Regions from separate parts of the Sus scrofa genome. Here all the other regions are linked to region 2. A link is a contact called in public Hi-C and promoter capture Hi-C data. All regions are on one chromosome and are shown on one strand. Each heading gives the region's core, a stretch centred on a gene start, on an enhancer-like site or on the middle of the called end of the contact. The rest is flanking DNA. Distances are from core to core; before and after follow the strand shown. Region 1 holds the start of ITPRIPL2 (inositol 1,4,5-trisphosphate receptor-interacting protein-like 2). Region 2 holds the start of RPS15A (40S ribosomal protein S15a). Region 3 holds the start of COQ7 (5-demethoxyubiquinone hydroxylase, mitochondrial).

Region 1 (2,789 bases), core at 257-2,756, 370 kb after region 2:
AGAGGTGGCGCCGCCCGCGCACATCCACACAGAAGCCGTCTGCGAAGGGTTTGCAGTCCCGAAGCCATTGGCCCCCGGAGGCTCCCGGCGGTGCCTTGAGCGCGCACACGAAGCAGCCGTGGACCGCTGGGGCCAGCTCGGGCTCCGCGCCCAGGCTCCGAGGTTCCAGCGCCACCAAGGGCGGGAGGCGCAGCGGCACCAGCACGTCGAAGCTGTCGGGCCGGCGAATTTTATGCTGCTCGTAGGCGCTGCCCACCTGAATGAAGTCTCCACGGAAGGCCAAGGCCAGCGCTCCCCCTGGGATGGGGCCTGGGGACCCCCGGGCGCGGCCAGCCCGCACCAGCTCGCCCACGATCCGGCTCACGTGTGCCTTGCTGTGGCCCAGCACGTGCGGCGACAGGCGCACCTCGTGCTCATAGTAACTCTCCAGCAAGATGTCGAGGCTGGGCTCTCCGAAGTGTCCAGGAGAAAAGGCCGAGTGGCCCCCCAGGCGGGGAGATCCAGGCAGGAAGCGCTGCCGGACAGCGTGGCGACAGCGCAGGAGGATGTAGCCGAGGAGGAGCAGGACTGCCACCTTGAGCAGAGGGAAGCCGCCGTCCGCGCTGTCGGGGGGCTCGGCCCGGGCGCCCCCGCTTCCTCGCAGGACATGGTAGAGGCACACGAGGGCGGTGCACAGGCCGGTCACCAAGGGCCAGAAGACGCGCAGATTGAGGGTGTAGTGCACCGACATGCCGGGCGTCCGGGGCAGCGACTGCCGAGCAGCCCAGGGCGCGAGCCCGGGCAGCGCCCCCAGCCCAGCATGCGCGCAGCGCCCGGGCAGCCCCGCCGTCCGGGTCTCCTTCGTCTCCGCGGCGGCGCTCCCGTCGCAGGGCGGGGGAAAGCCACCCTCCAGCTCGGCCTCTTGTCCCAGCTCAAGCGTTCCTTCCAGCTGCGGCCCTCTCTACACGCCCCGGCTCCCGGCCGCGCCCTGCTCCGGCTGCGCGCGGCGTCCGGCCCGGCGGCGCTCCCCGCCCCGCGCCCCGGCGCGCCGCCCGCGGCCAGCTTCTGGTCCCGCCGCGCTCGCCTCCGATCCCGGGCCGCCCTCCCGGCGCCGCTGGGCCCCCGGGGTCCCCCGCCGCTCCGCTCTGAGCTGGTTCCCGTTACTCGACCCGGGAGTTTCCTCTTCCGAGGGAAGGCGAGGCCGCGCCAGCTAGCGGGGAGGAAATGCCGGAGTCCGGAGCCGCGCGCCGAGCCGGCGGGCGGGGTCGGCCCCCTCCCGGCCTCCGCCTTAAAGCGAGGAGGGACTTAGGGCGGGGAGGGCGGCGGGAGCGACTTCAGGACTTGCTTCCAACCAGCCTCCCGCGGGCCACCCCTCTCCTGCCTACCCTAAGGCCGAAGTAGGCAGGCTCTCATTGGAGGCTGATGGCCTGGTCAGGGGAGCTTCTGGAGTTGTAATCAAAGTTACACCGGGAAGTTGAAAGGAGGGGAAAAAAAGAGCGCACAACCAGACTGTCCAACCCCGGCTCCGCCTCCCCCCACCTCCTTCCCCCCAACCACTCCCCCTCCCTCCATCCTGCCTCCCGCCCCCAGCAAGTCGTGGTGGCGTGGTGTTGGTGGCGTGGCAGGCCTTGGAAGGGAACAGCCCCTGCCAGTGCGCTGCTGTCTTTTATTCAAACCAATAGCTACTGAGACTAGGAGATTAGGTGCCCGGGAAATAGCAGTTGGCAAAATAGGCAGTTTCTGCCGTTCTTAAAGCTTAGAGGCTTTTTTAAAAAGGGGGAAAAAGACAGGAGTTCCCGTCGTGGCTCAGAGGTAAAGAACCCGACTAGTCTCCATGGGAACATGGATTCCATCCCTGCCTTCACTCAGTGGGTTAAGGATTCAGCAGCTACCCTGATCGTTGGCCTAGGCCAGCAGCCGCAGCTCTGATGGGACCCCTAGCCTGGGAACTTCTATATGCCACGGGTGCAGCCTTAAAAAGCAAAAATAAATAAATAAATAAAGGAAGGAAGGAAGGAAGAGAAGGGGACCCACAGCAGAAAATGCTCTGAAAGAAACAAAACCGTGTGAAGAAGTGAGAAGGTGGAGGTCGCCCACCTCCACCAGCTAGAGGCTGTCTGTAGGGTGACCCTTGGTCTGAGACCTCAAAGAGGGTGAACCAGCCTTGGTGCAATAATTACGGCCTTTACAAAGGTCCTACTGTGTGCCAGTACTGTACTAATCACGTAGCACATAGGCACTCACTACTCAGTTCATCCTAAGAAGGGGATCCTATTATTGTCCCCATTTTCCAAGTGGCGAACCTGGGGCACATGCATGTTCAGCCTTTGCCCAAGGTCACACAGCTTTCAGCAGAGCTGTGCCTTGCTCACAGGCACCTGGCTCCAGAGATGTCAGGAGGCAGGACTCAGGGACCAGGGAGTCCCTTCCTCAGCTGCTGGGAAGTGTCCTTTGTCAGGCAGGACCTGCACAAGGACCTTCTCAATCTAGGAAACTTTGTTTTGTTATGTTTCATTTTTGGCTGCCCCCGAAGCATATGGAAGTTCCCAGGCCAGGGATCAAATCCAAGAGGCATCTGTGACCCACATACACCACAGCTGTAGCAACGCCCCGTCCTTAACCCACTGCACCACAGCGGGAACTCCTAGGAAGCTTTGCTTTGTTTCATAACAGGGAGTACTCTCTGCATTTATCTGCAATTATCTAACTATTTGGATTTATTTAAATAATTGTCTTTACTTATTTACGGTCGCTGCACCTTCCTTGCTCCCACCAGCAATTAAGGAGACAAGAGTCAATGCATGAAAAAT
Region 2 (2,700 bases), core at 160-2,659:
GACTGACACCTCACCCCCATCTTCCTAGGCCTCTCCCCTACAATTTCTACTGGACTCTTTCTGTAACAGGTTTACCTCAAAACAAAACACATTAAGACACTTACCATGCTTCATCATCACAGTTAGAAACCTGACGATGACTTTGGAGCACGGCCTAATAAGAACCTGGCGTTTGCCTCTCTTTTCGGCATTGTTGATGCTCTTGAGGGCATCGGCCAGGACATTCATGCGCACCATTGTGGCTGTTCAGGGAAGACAAAACAGGGGTATTAATGCCATGGCCATTAACAGACACCCAATCATTCCACGGCTAACACATGCTTTTCTTTCTACCTCTATCAAGGTTCCCATCTCTACACAGGCTGGTTCCCTTGTAGCCCCGAAAGAATATGTCACCTACCAAAATGAAAACACCAGCTATGGTAGGCCAGTTAATTCAGAAAGGGAGCAAATGGTCACCATCGATGATTTCCAAATTTCTGAAAACCACCAGGACCTTTACATAAACCAACTCAGTGTCGGCCTCGTCCTAAACATCGCAAGATACCACTTGACTTTCTCCTAACGCCCGTAACTATTAAAACGACTGTACAGGTGCCACCCAAAATTATGCCCCACAGCAAGCATACCATAGTGGCAAGTATGTTACTTGCACCTCATCAGACTCTATCCCAACAGACACGAACTTACCTAACAAAGTTTTGAAAGCTAAGGACAAGGGCCAAAGCATGCTTTCAAACGACAACAGGAGGAGTCCGACCGGCTTCCTCAAGCTCAACAAGTGTCTGGGGGAAAACCTGGAGCCCAGAAGACACCAGCAAACCTCCACCCCAAGCAGGGTGCAATCTTCCCTGCCGAAGGGGCCTCAGACTCCCAAGCTCCCAGCGCGGCCGCAGCAATGGGAAGCTGTACGGCCCATTAGGGTCCCAGACTCCGATACTTCCCGCCAAGGAGGGGCCTCATCTACTAAGGGCGGTACTGGCATCGCCGATCGCGTAGGGGGTCCGGGTCGACCGAACAGTCGAAAAGCTCCGGGTCCAGCCAGGGCTGCGGCCTGCGCCCCACAGCCCGGACTCCCCAGAATGCAGAGCATGGGGCGGCTGAGCATGACTCTCTCCTCCGCCTGCTCAGACCCCCGCGAGGCCAGTATTCCCGGCACAGGAGGCCGCCGGCATCCTCGCAGGGAACCAAGACCGAGCCTCAGACCACAGGATGGCACCGATAGCGAACGGATAAAGTTGGATCGCTCAGAGAAAGATACTCACCGGCACGGAAAGATGGCGGAAAGAGGAAGGGAGGGGCGAGCGCACGGAATTATGGGAAGAGGTCAGGCTATCGCGAGACTTTCAAAGCCCCGCCAAAAACAAAAAAAACAACAAAAGAAGGATTGCCTAGCGGAAGGAGGTGGGTGAACGGGCGGAGTCTCCTCAGGGGTGGGCAGTAGAGAGTGGATGGAATCGAACACCCCAGGCGCTATCTGAGGGAGTTTATAGAAGGGCAACGCTAGCCACCGGATCGATTTCTTTCTAGCAACTAATCTGTTAAAATAAACAAGTGACAAGAGCCTAGATATTTGCACGTTTTTACTGCAATAACTGGTCACCATTTATAAAATTTTGATACTTAAGTATTTACAGTATCTATGGAAGAACCCGCAGAAATGTGTAATTGCCTCTGAGGAGGGCGTTAGGAACTGGTAATGGGAAGAATTGCTTTTTCCCTACAGAAATTCGTTCGGGGTTTTTTCTTGTGTTTGTGGGTTTTTTGCTGCTGCAGCTTGATGTGGGATCTCAGTTCCCAGACCAGGTATTGAACCCAGACAGCAGCGGTGAAAGCACCAAAACCTAACCGCTAGGCCGCCAAGAAACTCCTTAAATTAAAAAAAAAAAGACCTCTTTGAGTTTGCTTGTCATCCTTGCAGAGGAACCATGATAATCTTCTCTGCATGGGTCCAATTTTAGTATAGTGTGCTGCAGAAGCCAGCTCTCCCTTTGTTTCTTGGAAACGTGTATGGATGACTTTTTCAAAGCAGTCAAAAACTTTTCCCGCTGTGCCTCTTGTGGCTGCGGGGGGGCGGATTGGATCCCCGAACATGGCTGCAGTGGGTTAAAGGATACGGTGTTGCCGCAGCGGCGGCTGAGATTCAATTTCTGGCCTGGGGAACTTCCATATGCAGTGGGGGCAGCCATAAAAATTAAAAAGTAAAAAAAAAAATTTAAAAATTGATGCTTCCTTTTGGACTCTCCCTAAATGTTAGAAATTATTGGAGTTTCCAGTTGTGGTGCAGCGGAAATGAATCTGACTAAGAACCATGAGGTTGAGGGTTTGATCCCTGGCCTCACTCAGTGGGTTAAGGATCCAGGGTTGCCGTGAGCTGTGGTGTAGGCCGGCAGCTGTAGCTCCAATTTGACCCCTAGCCTGAGAATCTCCGTATGGCTCAGGTGCGGCACTAAAAAGTCCCCCCCCCCCCCGCCCCCCAAAAAATTGTTTACTGGAGTTTCAGACTTTTCTCTCAGTTCTGAGATAACACAGTTTGGAAGAAAGCCACAAGTGTTTTGAAATAAATGTGCAGCCTCTTAAAGGTTATTGCTAGGGTCAGATGAGCTAAGGTGCCAAAGGGCTCGTCAAAGCCCTGGCATGTGGCAAATACTCAGTAAGTTGTTCCTGAAGTCAGGGGTCTGATCGCTCCAGAGGGAGTGA
Region 3 (2,700 bases), core at 17-2,516, 410 kb after region 2:
CACTCACACACTTAAAAATAAAACTGAGGCTCACTGCTAGAAGCTCTCAAATGCATCATTTTATATTCGTGTTTTCCCAAAATGTGAAACACATATCAACGATGTGTGACTTCAAATGGTTTATGGGACGATCTTAAGTGGCTATGCACATGCATTAAATAACACTCATGTTATTTAGTTATTCTCTTCCAATCCTTTTGCTTTCATCAACGAGGCTGTAAAGGTGACATAACTTGAACACTTCCTAACGCTTGTTAACCTCCCATTCTTACCAGAAAGACAGGTTCAAGCCTTGGTAGGCAGCAGTATCTAATACAACAACTTGTGTTCAGCGTATTTATTTTTTTTACAAGTACTTTACTTGGGACGTGCGATCCTGGTTCTCCGCTTACCGTAAAGATAGGGTTTCCGTGAAATCATTTAATTTAAAAACAGAACACGGTTTAATTTTTTAAAAAGTGATAAAAAATACAAGTGGTACTGCGATAATGCAACCATCCTGAAGGTGGTAGACGAATGACTTAACTTCCAGAAAACGACCTCACAATTTTGAGGCCGCTGGGACGAAATGAGGAGAGGAGCCAGGATCCAAGCCCAAGTCTCTCTCGATGCTCCACCAATTTCGTGCTTCTCAAAATATGCAAATGCATACGAAGCATTCGAAGGGCTAGTTAAAATACAGACATGGCGACTCAGTAGGTCAGGCGAGGGACCTGAGAAACCGCATTTCTACCAAGCTCCCTTGGGGAGCTGGGAAGAAGCCGACGCTGCGGATTATGGGAATACACCCACCCATGGGACGCTAAATTTTCAAGGTCGCCAACTTTGCTCAGCCTGGAACGCCGACCACACCTGCAGTGACGTCAGAGAACAGGTGTGCAATTAGGTCATTCCCCCAACCCGCTAACCCGGAACCGGCACCACAGAGCGTCACATCAGAAAACCACTCTCTTCCCGCCCAGCGGGCCGGCGACACATTACAAGCCTAGCCCTGCTTTTCCGCTCGCGCTCGGTCGCAGTCCCGTGACGTATAAACGTCTACGCCGTGACCTCTCCGACCCAAACCTCAGGAGAAAAGTTCATTGCTCGCCAGCCCAGCGCGGGGCAGCCATCGCTCTCACACTTTACCTGAAAGGGGCCGCGGGGCCCCCGTGCGCGGAAGCCACAAGCAGCGAGCCGCCACTGCCCCGGCGTAGCTCATGGCCCCGCAACAGGGTACCCACTCCTTGAATAGTGAGCCCAACTTGCCCTCGGCACTGACTGATGACGTACAGCTGGCGTAAGGCAGATGCAGCCCGCCTCTGCGTAGGTGGAAACGCCCCTAAGCGCCCAGCTTCCACTCGATTGGTTGGGAGTGTCAAATGGAAAGATCCTATTGGATCTGACCATTATCAATCACTCAGGAGCCCGGTGAAGGGTTGCCATGGAGATGAGAACGCTAAATTGTTCTTTAGAAGATAGCGACAGGATTACTACCTAACCTCCGTTCCTGGGAAAGAGGACCGTGAGGGAATTATTTACTGGCATAGCCATCATATTTTATGCTTTACCAGCATAGGAGACTTTTCTCTATTTGTAGCCTTTATCCACTTCCAGAAATTACATTCTGGAATTCAGTTCACTGCATGGTATCTCCAGGTATTTTGGGGGTTGACAGACGATTTTAAATTTCTTCTTAGCCCTTTTCTCTATTTTTTAAATTTTCTACAAAGAACATTATTAATATTATTATATCCACTTTACTGTTAGTGTGAACGTATTGATGCAAATTGGTTTCTTGACGAGAGGGCTGGGGAGGTGAGATTTAGCAACGTATTTCATAATTTTTTTTTTTTTCTTTTGGCCGCCACACAGTATATTAGCGCTCCCGGGCCAGCGATCAGATCCGGGTGGCAGTGGCGACCTTTGTTGCAGCTGTGGTAATGCCAGGTCCTTTAACCCACTATGCCAGGCTGGGGATTGAACCTGAGTCCTGGCACTGCAGATATCAATACCGTTGAGCCACAGCAAGAACTCCACGTATTTCACACTTCTAAAAGTTATTCACCAGTTCCCTGGTGGTCTAGTTGTTGGGACTCCTGGCTCTCACCACTGCGGCCCAGGATTCAACTCCTGCTCTGGAACTGAAATCAAAACTATATCCGGTCTGTTAATGTAGACTCATCAATTGTAACAAACCGTAGCACTCTGGGGGAATGTGGCAGCAGAGGGTATATAGGAAATCTACTTTCCTCACTTTTGCTGTGAACCTAAAACTGCTCTAAGAAAATAAACTAAGAAAAAATTTTGGTGGACATTTTAATAAATGCATATCCATTGATATAGCAATCCTCCTTCTACAACTCTATTGAACAGAAATAATTTTTTGAATGTGTAATCTGTATGAGGGCCAAAAAAAATCAAAGATGCACATCTGGAAGGATGTATAACAAAATGTCCAGTAATGGTAACTTCAGAGGGTTGGAGGTGAGAAGGGGGCTTTCATGTTCTACTTTACACCTTTGGATTATATGTATCTTTTATCCAAGTTATTGCAAAACATTTAAGGCGTTCCCAAGTGGCTTAGTGGTTCAAGGATCCATGTTGTCACTGCCGACTGCTGTAGTGTGGATGCCATCCCTAGCTCAGGAATTTCTGCATGCCTTGGGCATGGGTGGGGCCAAAAAATCCCCACATTTAACATACACTGCCATTGTAAAG

What was found. Promoter capture Hi-C pulls out the DNA fragments that hold promoters and counts their contacts. A called contact is a pair of places that touch in the nucleus more often than the background predicts.
Region 1: a contact with region 2 is called in a promoter capture Hi-C map of liver, with 4 times the contacts expected there. The contact joins the promoter of ITPRIPL2 here to the promoter of RPS15A in region 2. A contact is called at or near these places in 1 of 5 promoter capture datasets (liver), 1 of 47 Hi-C or Micro-C datasets (embryonic fibroblasts) and 1 of 2 datasets of contacts at active chromatin or transcription factors (alveolar macrophages).
Region 3: a Hi-C map of liver shows a contact between it and region 2, with 5 times the contacts expected there. The contact joins the promoter of COQ7 here to the promoter of RPS15A in region 2. A contact is called at or near these places in 2 of 5 promoter capture datasets (fetal liver and liver), 6 of 47 Hi-C or Micro-C datasets (embryonic fibroblasts, liver, psoas muscle and 1 more) and 1 of 2 datasets of contacts at active chromatin or transcription factors (skeletal muscle).

What each region holds. Positions count from the first base shown.
Region 1 is chr3:26,402,577-26,405,365 of Sscrofa11.1, reverse strand. It overlaps ITPRIPL2 (inositol 1,4,5-trisphosphate receptor-interacting protein-like 2), which reads right to left and starts at 1,506. Exons shown (of 2, transcript XM_021086544.1): 1 at 1-1,506. The coding sequence starts at 730.
Region 2 is chr3:26,775,370-26,778,069 of Sscrofa11.1, reverse strand. It overlaps RPS15A (40S ribosomal protein S15a), which reads right to left and starts at 1,409. Exons shown (of 5, transcript XM_021086554.1): 1 at 1,266-1,409; 2 at 105-242. The coding sequence starts at 237.
Region 3 is chr3:26,364,572-26,367,271 of Sscrofa11.1, reverse strand. It overlaps COQ7 (5-demethoxyubiquinone hydroxylase, mitochondrial), which reads right to left and starts at 1,266. Exons shown (of 6, transcript XM_021086541.1): 1 at 1,129-1,266. The coding sequence starts at 1,201.